2 separate regions of the Mus musculus genome follow, and region 2 is linked to region 1. A link is a contact called in public Hi-C data. All regions are on one chromosome and are shown on one strand. Each heading gives the region's core, a stretch centred on a gene start, on an enhancer-like site or on the middle of the called end of the contact. The rest is flanking DNA. Distances are from core to core; before and after follow the strand shown. Region 1 holds the start of Tex48 (testis expressed 48). Region 2 has its middle 38 kb from the start of Tnfsf8.

Region 1 (6,089 bases), core at 1,243-3,742:
TCCTCTTCCACAGTTTGAAGGACTAGAGACCTTGACCATCTAGATCATTTTCTTTCACTGTAACTGACACAATCACACAGCCCACACCCCGATGTATAACTGAGTAAGCTTGGCAGTTATGGGTTGTATTATAGAATGTGTTTGTATGTTTCGGCTAACTAGGGTGCCTATTACCAATACTTCACATTGTATCCTTACAGGTGAAGTCAACCTAGATCTCAGCTAAAGGAGTAGGTAGCCTCCTCCTCCTCCTCGTCCTCCTCCTCCTCCTCTTCATCCTCCTCCTTTTTCTTCAAGTCTTCTTATATAGCCTAGGCTGACCTGGATTATTTCTGCTTCTTCCTTCCTTCCTTCCTTCCTTCCTTCCTTCCTTCCTTCCTTCCTTCCTTCCTTCCTTTCTTTCTTTCTTTCTTTCTTTCTTTCTTTCTTTCTTTCTTTCTTTCTCTCTTTCTTTTCTCTCTCTCTCTTCCTTCTTCCTTCTTTTTCCTCCTCCTCCTCCTTCTCTTCCTCCTCCATCTCTGAGTTTTTTGTTTCCTTTTTTTAAAATTATTTTTTATTTTTGAGATAGGGTTTCTGTCCTGGAAATCTCTGTAGACCAGGCTGGCCTCCAACCCAGAAATTTGCCTGCCTCTGCCTTTGAGTACTGGGATTAAAGGAAGGTGTACACCATTATCACATTACCACCCGGCTTGCCTCAGCTTCTTGATTGCTGTGTTTGCAGGTTTTCCAGTTCTTAAGATATTGAAGCCATGGTTTGTTCCCTGTCATTCACTCAGCATATGCTTGTTTAGAGTCAAGTGCTTTTTAGGCACCTCCGGTCCAACACATGGCACAGCAAGAGACTGAAAATCAAAGCTGAGAAGAAACAGTGCTGCAGCCAGAAACCTCATTTTTGTGAGTGGAAAGATTCAAGGATAGCTGGTGTCAGTGGTAAAGATTTGGACAAGCTTAGAGGGTCTTCCTACAACTAGGATTGAGGGAGCAGGGGGAGGTAACACAGAGAGGGGAAAAGGGTATCCACAAATCCTAGGCACAGACCTACTTCCCTGGGAAGATGCTAACAGATTATCACAAGTCATCTATTAATGAAAGTGCTACTGGCCAATATGATGGAAGAGTTGCACACTGTTGTCATCTCATACTAGAAGGTCCTAGATGCCCAAGTGCCTCTTGTCTCTGGAATCCTAGCAGTTGGTAGGTAGCCTTAGTGCCTCCCCAGACCCTTATGCACTGGCTATAAAGCTCTCTTCTATCTGTGGTGAAAACACAGCTCTCCATTTAACTGGAAACAAACTCCATTTCTGTGCCACATGTCAAACAGGAACCTTTCCTCCAAATAGCTTATGCACATACAAGAAAACACAAGTACTCAAACTCCCTCTCCCTTAAACGTACACTGCATTGTGCCCTTGTCCCTTTTAGCTATAGGCCTTGGAGATCACAGCCACTGGCTGTGCTTCAGGAACTTGGAATGGGGTTCTATGAAGGCTGCTGTGCTCTTCATATCTTTACCTGGAAATCCTGATGATAGGCAGTTGTAAATTGCCTACTCTCCAGAATTGGGAAATCTTTTAGGGAAACCGGCAACTCACAAGAGCATTATCTGGAAAGTAAATATTTTTCTGAGGCAGGGTCTTATGTAGCTCAGGCTGGCCTTGGACTCCATATTGCAAGAATGACCCCAAATTTCTGAACCTCCTACTTCTACCACCCAAGTGCTTGCATTAAAGGTGGAGGCCACCATCCCTAGTTTATGTGGTACTGGGGATGGAGCCTGGGTCTTCATACAGGCCAAGCAAGCCTTCTACCAACAGAGCTACATCCCTAATCCCTTGGGGTATAACTCTTTATGATTATTTCATAGAAAAATAATATATAGCGTCTTAAAACCTCAGCTCTTTGATCTGTAACCTGGAAATCCCAAAGCAAAGCAAAGCAAAGCAAAGCAAAGCAAAGCAAAGCAAAGCAAAGCAAAGCAAAGCAAAGCAAAGTGGCATGTGAAGACTCAGAGCAATGGAAAGTGGCCTGCACAGCTTTCTGGCATGCTGTGAAGCCTCAGAATGTAAGAGATGCTGGTGTTGAAGTGGAGGAGGGCGGAGACTTTCATGCAGTACTATGACCCATCTCTAGATGGGGACAAGAGTCAAAGAAGAGGCTCTTGGTTTGTCCTGTCCTATTTAAGTTTCAGGTCTCCGGAGACTTCAGAACATGCTGACCAGGTGAAGCAAGGTCACTAAGGTGAAGCAGGCAGGATTCTAGAGCTGGAGGAGTCACTTAGGGTCATTCATCACTGTTGTGGGGATGTGGTAGGCAGAGAGAAACTGAGGGTAGAGGCCAAGGAAGGATTGTGTCTGATGCTGGTAGCAAATGAATAGGTCTCCACCAGTGTGGGGACACTGCCATCCCTTTGGTGCAGGGAATGTCACCCCTCCCACCCTTAGGCCTTACCTTTGAGCCCCACTTACTTGTTGCTGGCAGAGAGGAAAGGAGGCTGTGATGTCACAGAGAACGTTAGTGACCCGGCTTTTGGACTAGACCATAAGGCGGGGAGGAAAGAGGCTATTGTGACCTGCTGACCCTTCCTATCATGATCCATCTTTCTGTGTGTGATGCCAAGCTGTCCACCATTGCTGTCCCTCAGAGCAACAGAAATCCAAGTTCTTCTGTCTGTGTGGAATACTTTGAGGGTGTCAGGCCAGAAGGGGGCGCTACAGCACTACACGAGAAAGCATGGGGCAGGGTCTGTCTCCTAATGTATCTGGCTATTAACCTCAGGGAGATGGACTTTATGCCTCAGCTGTCCTTCTGTAAAATAGGAATAATAGTTATGTGTCCTCCATGTATTTCCAGGATGAAATGACATCAGAGTTGTAAGCACTGGGCAGGTGCCTGGATGCTGTAGTAACAACTCCACAGAAGGGGAGTGGTGGCAATGTGTAAAAACAAGTGACATTTCTTCCCAACCCATCTTCCAGAAAAAGAGGAATTGATTCCTGATGGATTCCTAGAAATTTCCTCACCCTATGGGGTGGGCTTTCAGTTCCCCACTTGGAACATCTTGGTGCTATTTGGGGGAGTCACGTTAGGTGAAACCCCTCTATCAGCATTGTCTTTGGATGCATGTAGAGGTCATGGTATAACAGAAGATGGAAACAAATGGAAGTCAGTGCTGGACTTATGTGCTGGTGGGTGATGGGGGTTAAGCAACTTTAAAAGTACCAGTGGCAAGTAGCACTCACTGCTTCTTCATAGGAGCACTGAAGAGTCTCGGGTCTGGCTGCCAATCATCTTCCCTTGTACTGTTGTTGAAACTTGGACTGTCTGGGGTCCATTCCTAAACAAGTCAGAATCTCAGGGACTCTAGACACTGGGTACCAGTATGGTTTCAAAGCTTTCCTGGTGATTTCTTTGTGTAATCAGGATGTATTAAGTTGGGGCTGGTAAGATGGCTCAGTTGATAAAATGCCTGCTGTGCATGCATGAGGATCTGGGTTCAATTCCTAGGACTTATGCAATATGTTGCTATATGTGTAGGCATGCACAAATATATACATACTATATGCTGAGTCTATTCTTTTTTTGCTGTTTGTGTACATATGGTTTTAGGGCTGACCATCTTGCGTTGGATAAACAGTTAAGGGCTCTTCTCTAGGGGAGGCTAATTCTCCCTCAACAGTCATTTGTTGCCTAGAAAAAAACCCTTAGTATTGGAACTTTTTAACCCAAAGTAAGTCGATTTACTTTGAAAAGAATTCTGGGTGTGGTTGTGCATTTTTTAATCCCAGTACTGGAAGTGAAGAAAGAGCTTGCTGGCTGATTAGTCTAGCCTAATTGGTGTGCTCCAGGCCAGTAGAGACCTTGTCTCAAATGTAATGATAAACTGAATATAATGGCACATGCCTTTAACCCTAGGACTCTGAGAGGCAGGGGAATCTTTGTGTTCAAGGCCAGCCTGGTCTACCTAGTGAGACCCTGACTCAAAAGAGGTAATCAAATGAAAACAAACAGCAACGATAATGATAATGAAAGCTAGGTAGATGCTGTTCCTGAAGATGACGCTGAGGATGCCTGGTGTCCGCTGGACTCTACATGCAAACACTTATACACTAAAAAAGGTGCTGAATTACAATGTGGGAATCACATGATGTACCCACATGATGGCTCTCAACTCTAGGCTGCTTCTGAAATGCTCAAAGAAGCTTTAGAAAATGCCAGTTCTAGCTCCCAGCTCAGAAGATCTCTCTCTCTCTCTCTCTCTCTCTCTCTCTCTCTCTCTCTGTGTGTGTGTGTGTGTGTTGGGAAGGTAGAATCCAGGCACTAGTAGGTTTGAAAAATTTTCAGACAGTATTGAAACCCATTGGCTTACAGAATAGTTTTATATTTTTATTTTATTCTTGTTATTTGATAATGCACATAATGGATTCTTGATCACATCTACCCCTCATTATCATCCTACTCATAAGGACCCCCTTCCCTCTCAGAGTCCCCATCCTGCTTTCATGGCTTTCCCTTCACCTCTTTCTTTTTCGTTTTTGTGACTTACTGAGTTTGATTAAGGCTGTTTCTATGAGCATGGATTGGGGGTTATTTATTAACAAGTGGCTATTGCATTGAAGAAAATGGCTCCTCCATCCTTGGTAGCCGTTCACTGCCAATGGCTGCTCAGGGAGTGCCTCTGGAGCCTCTTCCTCATCCGTGACAGAATGTCAAGGGCCTTGTACAGATAACCACAGTTCCCGTGAGTTTATGAGTGAATGAATGTATCCTGTCCAGCAGACAACATTTTATAGTGCTATATCCACTATCTGAAACTTAACCTTTCCTCCTCTTCCCATGATGTTCCTTCCCCTAGCCTTGGGATGGGTGATACAGATGTCTTATACAGGGTTCAGAACTCAGTCTTCCTGTATTCTGAGCATTTTGATGTAATATGAGCCTCTGCATTAATTATTACACAACAAGAAGTTTCCCTGGCTAAGGTTCAGAGCAACAATAGTCAGTAGGCATCAATATAAATATTCAGAAGGCAGTTTGACAGCACATCTGCTGAGTAAATCAACGGCACTAGGGTCTTCCCTAAGCCTTGTCACTTCCCCAGGCATGGACTTCTGGTTATGTTTAGAGTACTGGGTATGAATTTTCTCAAATCCAGTCACAAAGAAGTTGGTTCTCAAAGTGGACCCATGTTTTCTTCCCAAGTTTCTGCTATCCACTCTCCCAACACCCTCTCCCCTTCTCCACACCTCTTTGCCCTCATTATTGCTTAACCCTCTCCAACCCCTGTATCGCCTCTTGCTACCTTGAACACTTGTCCAAATGGTTTTCAGAGGATCCTTAATTTCCCCGTTGTCATGGAGGCATCCTTTAGATGAACCTTGCATGAACAGCATTAAACATGAGCTTACAACCAGGATTCCCCAAGAGTCAGACTTGAAGATAGCTTACTCTTGGAAATCCCTGTTTGCGGAAATTGTGAACACTGATCTTAAAGAGCTCATGAAGCAGTTGAGTGAGATTGTTTGAGGACACAGAGAGTAAGGAGAGTCACGTTTCCAAATAGTTTCATTCAACATGGAGCTGTAAATGCGGACAGTCTTTGAATCCTTGTAAGCAGGTACTTCATGATTCATGCACTACACTTTATATATTCAAGTTGGTGAAAATACTGATGGGGGGGGGGAAATCCCTTTATGCCTGGGAACTAAGACTTTGCCTTCTGTTTGGGGTGATTTACTGTTCAAGGATGTCTGATAAGGCTGTTTCCCTCTCCTTGGGTCTGGAGTGAGAAGATTAGCCTGAAGTTTCCTGTATTGGTCTGGTTCAGGCAGTGAGCAGTGAAATCTTGAACTAAGTTACTGGGGTTAGGATGAGTCAGGTCTGGGGACAGATCACATGGATAGGAAGTTTATTATCTTAAGTTACTGTTCGACTTTGCCCTTAACCATAAACCCTTCTGATCTTCAGTTTCCTGATGTTTACAGCGGGAATAATTAGTAGAGCTGATTTGAGGGACAAGTTAGACCAGTCCTGGAAGCCTGTAAATAGAGCTCCCGGGAGAGGAGACACACTCAGTGAATGTTGTTGCCATT
Region 2 (6,089 bases), core at 2,310-4,809, 200 kb after region 1:
CACAAGTGAAATGGAATGCCTGCTACTCCATGTCTCACTTGGCTCTTGTTCTTTCTGCCACACGGAGGGTAGACTCACTTCTCTGCTTTGTGCCCATGCTGGTCAGTTTTATGTTAATTTGACACAAACTGGAGTCATCTGAGAGGAAGGAACCCCAACTAAGAGAATGTCTCCAGAAGAACTGGCTTGTAGGCAAGCCTGCAGGGATTTTTCTGAGTGATTAGTAGGGAGGACCCAGACCATTACAGGTACTACTATCCCTGAGCTTGTGGTCCTAGGTTCTATAAAGAAACTGGCTGAGCCAGCCATGGGGAGCAAGTTAGTAAACAGCATCCTTCTGTGGGTTTTGCATCAGTTCCTGCCTCCGAGTTCCTGCCCTGTTTGAGTTCCTGTTCTGATCTCCTTCAGGGATGAACAGTGATGTGGAAGCCAAATGAACCCTTTCCTCCCCCAAGTTGTTTCTGGTCATGGAGTTTCATGCCAGGAGTGTTAACCCTTTCTAAGCCAGTGCCTCTGGGAGCAGTGAGGTTTCTAATTTTCTCGAATTACTTTTCAGAATTTAAAAATTAAAACCTTTTATTTAGATTTTGTTATTCTTATTTTTTCCATATTATTCTTACTTATTATTAGAAATGGAGAGAGAGAGAGAGAGAGAGAGAGAGAGAGAGAGAGAGAGAGAGAGAGAGTTTGTGCATCACAGTGTGCATATAGAAGTCAGAGGACAACTTAACTGCTGTCTCTGTAAAGTTTACATGGGTTTTGGGATCCAATTCAGGTTACCAGGGAAGTGTCTTTAACCTACTAAGTTTTCTCACTAGTCTCCCTCTCAATGTTTTTGAATAAGATAAGCTTGTTACAAAGAACTTGACAAATAATTCTGTCTGAGCAAGGTATTTTCACAGTATGATCTTCATGGATCATTGAATTCTCCTTCCTCATTTTCTGGCCCTTCCACTGTTCCATTTTCTCTTCTGTGTTCTTCCTAGTATCCTCTTCCAGGCTTCCTCCCTTCATCCCACATATCTATGCAGCTATGGTGGCCCTTCTTTCTTCCACAGCTGGTGGGAATCAACAGGGTTGCTTCATGGCCTAAGCCCCACCCCTTCTCAGGGCCTTGATTACTTCTCTTGAAATTGGGGATAATAACAGTAGCAACCTCCTAGAAATAAGATGAAAAGAGCTCTCTAGATGTAAAAATTCTTAGCCAAGGGCCTGACTGGCAATGAACTCATTGTACATTAGCTATTGTTGTTAGCTGGTAGTGCATTTGTGGGCTTTAACATACATCATCATACACTTTTAGCAGAATGCTTAGTGCACACATGACCTATTTTCGAAATTAGTTTCCAAGCTTCATAAAAGCACATCTGGGCCTCAGATTCTTCTTTCATTTCCACTGTGTTTGTCAAATTTACCAACCATAATAAAAACAATGAATTGAAATTTAGGTTTTTTTAAAAAATACTGTATTTCTGATGCTATCATTACCCTGATCCCTTCTGAAGTTCTGATGGAGTATTTGCCTTTCTCCCATATTCAGATTTATAATGTGTGTGTGTGTGTGTGTGTGTGTGTGTGTGTCTGTGCGTATGTCTGTGTGTGAATTTGTGTGTATACTGTCACAAGATTGTTGAATTGACAACTGCTGTCCTTTATGTAGACCAATTCACAAGAACAGTTCTCTACAGATACTAACAGTTTGGGTGGCATTAAAAACAGACGTAAAAATTTGAATGGCTGTACAATAACCGCAGAGTGAAAATCAGTTTCTATTCTCTAGTCCAGAAATTATGTTCTTATGGGTAAGATTTACATGTGTTGCCAGCAGTTTCTTACAATTTTCTGAATTGTAACAATTTAAGAGACCACAGAAGATTGACACAACCTGAATTCATGAAGCAACACTGTCAGGAAACTTCTGTCTCAGAATTTCCTTCTTTTCCACATATTTTTGGAAATAGAACATCATTCTTGTTTACCCTTTTTGTAAAAGGAGAAAAGAAAAAATCAATACAGGAAGTTTTTGTTTTGAGAACAGCTTGTATTCAAATCATCATGTGATTCAGAGAGAGGCACTGTTGGCATCTTTTCCTCACTGCTTATCTATCTATCTATCTATCTATCTATCTATCTATCTATCTATCTATCTATCTACCTATCTATCTATCATCTATCGTGTTTCCCAGTCACAGGGATGAGCTTTGGTACATGTTTAAGCACATCCTCTTGTCTAAGGTAATTTAGAGATCTCAGTAGTGCAATCTAAAACATAGCTATAAAGGATTTTTCATATTCATGTGGGCTTCATTAGATACCCCTTACTAGTGTAATTGGAAAAATTAGTTTCATTTTCCTCCAAGTCATTATCTGTTTTCAGCTTCCTTGAGTAAGTAGCTACCTGAAAACCAAAATAAAGACTCCATGGACCAAAAAAAAAAAAAAAAAAAAAAAAAAAAAAAAAAAAGAAAGAAAGAAAAAAAAAGCAATAATTTTCTTAAAGCATTGCCTTCGTTATAACTTCTTTGGAGAGACTTTTATTAAAATCTATTATTTAAAAAAAACTTTATGAGATGAAGTATGTTCATGTGGCTCAATGAGCCTTCAAACTCTCCTTCTGCCTCGCTCTTCCCCCTCCACCCAATGTGCTATTCTAGCACTTCTTTCTCTCCCTTTCTTTCCCCACCCTCTTCCTTTCCTTCCTTGCTTCTCTCTCTCACACTTTCCCTCTCTCCTTCCTTGCCTCTTACTCTTTCAATTCCTTCATATTTTTAGAGTGAATATAACCAAGTCCATAGAAGGTCTAAAAATTTCCCCCAACACTAACAGACACAATTGTGAAAAACTCTGATACAGTCCTTATCACAGCAGGCAGTCTTGAGGGCTGCAGGGAGTAGTGATAGGATACACTTCTCTCTGTGGGCAAATTTTTAATGTGTGTGAGTGTGCACTGCGCATATATCTGAACATACAAGGCACCAGCAATACCAGCCAGGGCTGCAGCATGCTTTCTTTAAAGGGTCAACTGTCAGCTTTGCAGGCATGCGGGAGCTCTTGCATTCTGGGATAGCCACTTCCCTCACCACAACTGCCCCAAATCAGGCATGGATTCTGAATGATGAAGGATAAAGTTGTGCTCCTTCAACACTTTATGGTCAGCCATTTGGCAGAGGCTGCCTCTTGCTGACTCCCGAATACAGTGTAGTACTGAGTACAATAAAAATCAATGCCAGGGTCTCCCAGTCTTTATCAATGGACAGTGTTGCTTAGTTCTCTCATCTGTCATTTGAAATAATGGTCTTGTAAACCCAAAAGTGCTACGCAGGCATCTTAGATGGCATTTGCTCCATCTTCCATTTACTGAAGAAATATACATCAGACACCCACTGTGTGCCAAGAGCTTTCCTGGGATCACAATGATGGTAGATGCAGATGAATCACATACAATTTGGAAAAAGTACTAATACCGGAGTGCTGGATGATTGTGAGGTTGGGCTCACAGCACAAGATGACAGCCTGGAGGTGGGGGTGGGGTTTTACCCAAGATACAGGCGCTCATGAAGGGAAGTGGTTTGTCCTGGGCAGGAAATGAGTACACACGTTGGGATGGGGGTGGCCAAACTTCTTCCCCTGTCTGGAACCCAGAAAAGTTGTGCCAAGACTCCGAATTACAGAAAGAGCTGTATGATTCTGTATGGGGGTGTGAGCTATTTCCTGGCCATACTGGGTTTGACTTAGGGTGAATGGTATTATTGAATTCATACTTTTCCACTCCCAAGTGTCAGTGGCAAAGAGAACAGGTACCCCATTTGTGGAGAAACCAGAATCAAGACTCAAGGTTCTGCAGAGGCTTAAATGAGCAAGTCCTTTTCTGTAGCCCAGAATAGAGTGTGAATGGGAGGAGGATCAGGCCAGAATAACTAGAAGGAGGGATGGTTTTACTTTGTACACACGGGAGGGAATGCATTCTGCATTTGGATATTGTTCTCAGAGAACAAGGTCAGACACATAGGGTGCAGAGAGTGAATGACTCTGGTGGTGAGACCATTAAGTCTCATGGTCTAACTTAGCCTGATAGTGGCTCCTGAGAAATAAGATCTGATATGGAATTTTGTGAAAAAGGTCAAGTTAACTAAGCTGAAAGGGTAGAGGTGGGGCAAAATCCTTATGGATGACGCTTGCACAAAGGCAAGTGGCCTCCTGGCTGCTCACCACTCTCTGACGATAGATGAGACTCGGGAGCCAGATGGTGAATGTTTACAACTGGTTCTTCAGCTAAGAAGCTGCTTACTCTTGGACAAGCTTTTGCATTTCTTTGAACCTCTGTTTCTCCAATAATCTCATGTGATTATTGGGAGCATGAAATGGCCTACAGTGTCTGGAAGGTTTAGCGTACTGCCTGGATTCAATAAGCGTCAGCAATCGTGCTTACGTGCTATAGAATGGATTAAGTCAATACATCATGAATGACATCAGAGGAACCTGGAAAGATCACAGTTGAGCTCTGTGTCTTTGTGAACATGCATCAGCAGCAGGAACAGAGTTTCCTTCAGCATTTGGCTGTTGGTTTCTTAGCTGCAACTGTCTATCCTGGGATGGGATGGGCATTTTTTTTTTCCTGTTTACTCCAGAGCTTCTGCTGACTCTATGTGGACAGCTAGTAAAAGGAAACCAGAGAGTCAGAAAAGGGCAGAGTCAGAAGGTCACCACAGTTATGTCATCTGTGGTCTAAGCCATGAGAATGGAATAGTGAATTACTTAGGCTGGGTTCTCTTGGAGGAGGACTGACCTTCAGCTTCGTGTGCCCCGAGATACATTCGTCAATAACTCAAGCTGGTCATTCCCTCATTCTACTGATGGTGCAATTCTATTTCCAAGTTCTGTTTGTGCCAGACACCTTGGTTCGTGCTGCTTCAGAGATGAATTTCTGCTTCATTTCTATGTGGACAAGGGGCTTATCTGCAGCGGCGGGTCTGGGGCTGCCTCAGCGTAGACTTAAGGAGAGGGTCCTTGGTGTTCTGCCTCTGTGGAAGCCTGACCCTAAGGAGTTCTCCATTTTGTAGGGATTGTAGATATACTCACCCTTTGAGTGTTTGCTTCATGGAGGTCTTTGCTGAGTGAGCCAATGGCTGTTTTCTCCTGATGCAGAAGGAAACACCTTTGTGCATAATGAACCTTTATTTCTTTCAAACCTGCATTGATTCGTTATCTCCTTCTCTGCTCTCCACAAGCCAAGGTCTTTTAGAGAAAGTGTCCACAATAAAATACCCCCAGCTGCATACTTTTCAAACTTAGTACGTATCCTGACTTGGTGGCGTTGGAAAGGATTCTTCTCATTTTAAAGCAGAGGAACAAAGAGTCCAAGAGACTTGCTGAGGTCAGAAGGTTAGCAATTTCTTTTACGAGGACTTAACACTCAAGCATGCTGATGCTGTAGTGACTGTCTCTTCCCATTGTTAATCTCTACATGTTTTCTCTCCTTTCTTTACTACAGGGAAGGGACAATCCTCACCAGAGCATCTTGATGGTGTCCAAAGCTTTCACCACAATGGGCATACTCTTATCCCAGCCCGCAGCTCTTTCCCAAGAGTCCCACGGAGAGAGTGAGCAAAAGGGCAAAGTTTAAAAATGGATGATAATTTCCAATGAATGAAAGCATTGTGTTTATATACTGATGCGTTCTCTAATGTGTAGGCTGTCACATTTGCCTAGATGCAGGAAGGGAAAGGATATGCTACTTCCAAAGGTAGACAGAGCTGGAGGAATGGGGGATAGAGTAGACTCTAAGCCATCATCTTTACTAGAGAAGCCAGTGTTCTCTAGATAGAGTGGTACCTTGGGATATTTCTTTAACAAGATCCTTAACAAAAATCCATGTCCTGTTCCATATCTGTAAGAGATGCTCCTTTTTCTCCAAGTTGCTGGGTGATGCCAACATCAGGACGTAATTTGAATGTTGAAAATTTAAACAATTAACTTTAAAAGCTTTGCTCATTTATTTTAGCATGCATTTAAATTTTTTATCCAAAAATACTTTTATTTATCCTTACCAATTGTACACTCAGATACAATGTACCTTGCTTGCATCATAC

What was found. A called contact is a pair of places that touch in the nucleus more often than the background predicts.
Region 2: a Hi-C map of Th2 cells shows a contact between it and region 1, with 2.3 times the contacts expected there. The contact joins the enhancer-like site here to the promoter of Tex48 in region 1. A contact is called at or near these places in 14 of 39 promoter capture datasets (the 3T3-L1 cell line, 3T3-L1-derived adipocytes, the C10 cell line and 11 more), 1 of 15 datasets of contacts at CTCF or cohesin (the NIH/3T3 cell line), 20 of 484 Hi-C or Micro-C datasets (B cells, CD8 T cells, the CH12 cell line and 14 more), 2 of 115 datasets of contacts at active chromatin or transcription factors (both in CD8 T cells) and 4 of 9 other capture datasets (adipose tissue, embryonic stem cells, liver and 1 more).

What each region holds. Positions count from the first base shown.
Region 1 is chr4:63,619,941-63,626,029 of GRCm38.p6, forward strand. Tex48 (testis expressed 48) reads right to left here and starts at 2,493. Exons shown (of 5, transcript NM_029324.3): 1 at 2,466-2,493.
Region 2 is chr4:63,819,767-63,825,855 of GRCm38.p6, forward strand. No RefSeq gene overlaps it. Among named protein-coding and RNA genes, the nearest start is that of Tnfsf8, 38 kb to the right of the region's middle. Within about 2 kb of position 3,560, at least 21 of the 459 cell types and tissues checked have an H3K27ac peak or open chromatin away from gene starts, as enhancers often do. A contact at or near this core is called in CD8 T cells, Th1 cells and Th2 cells, where this site is marked.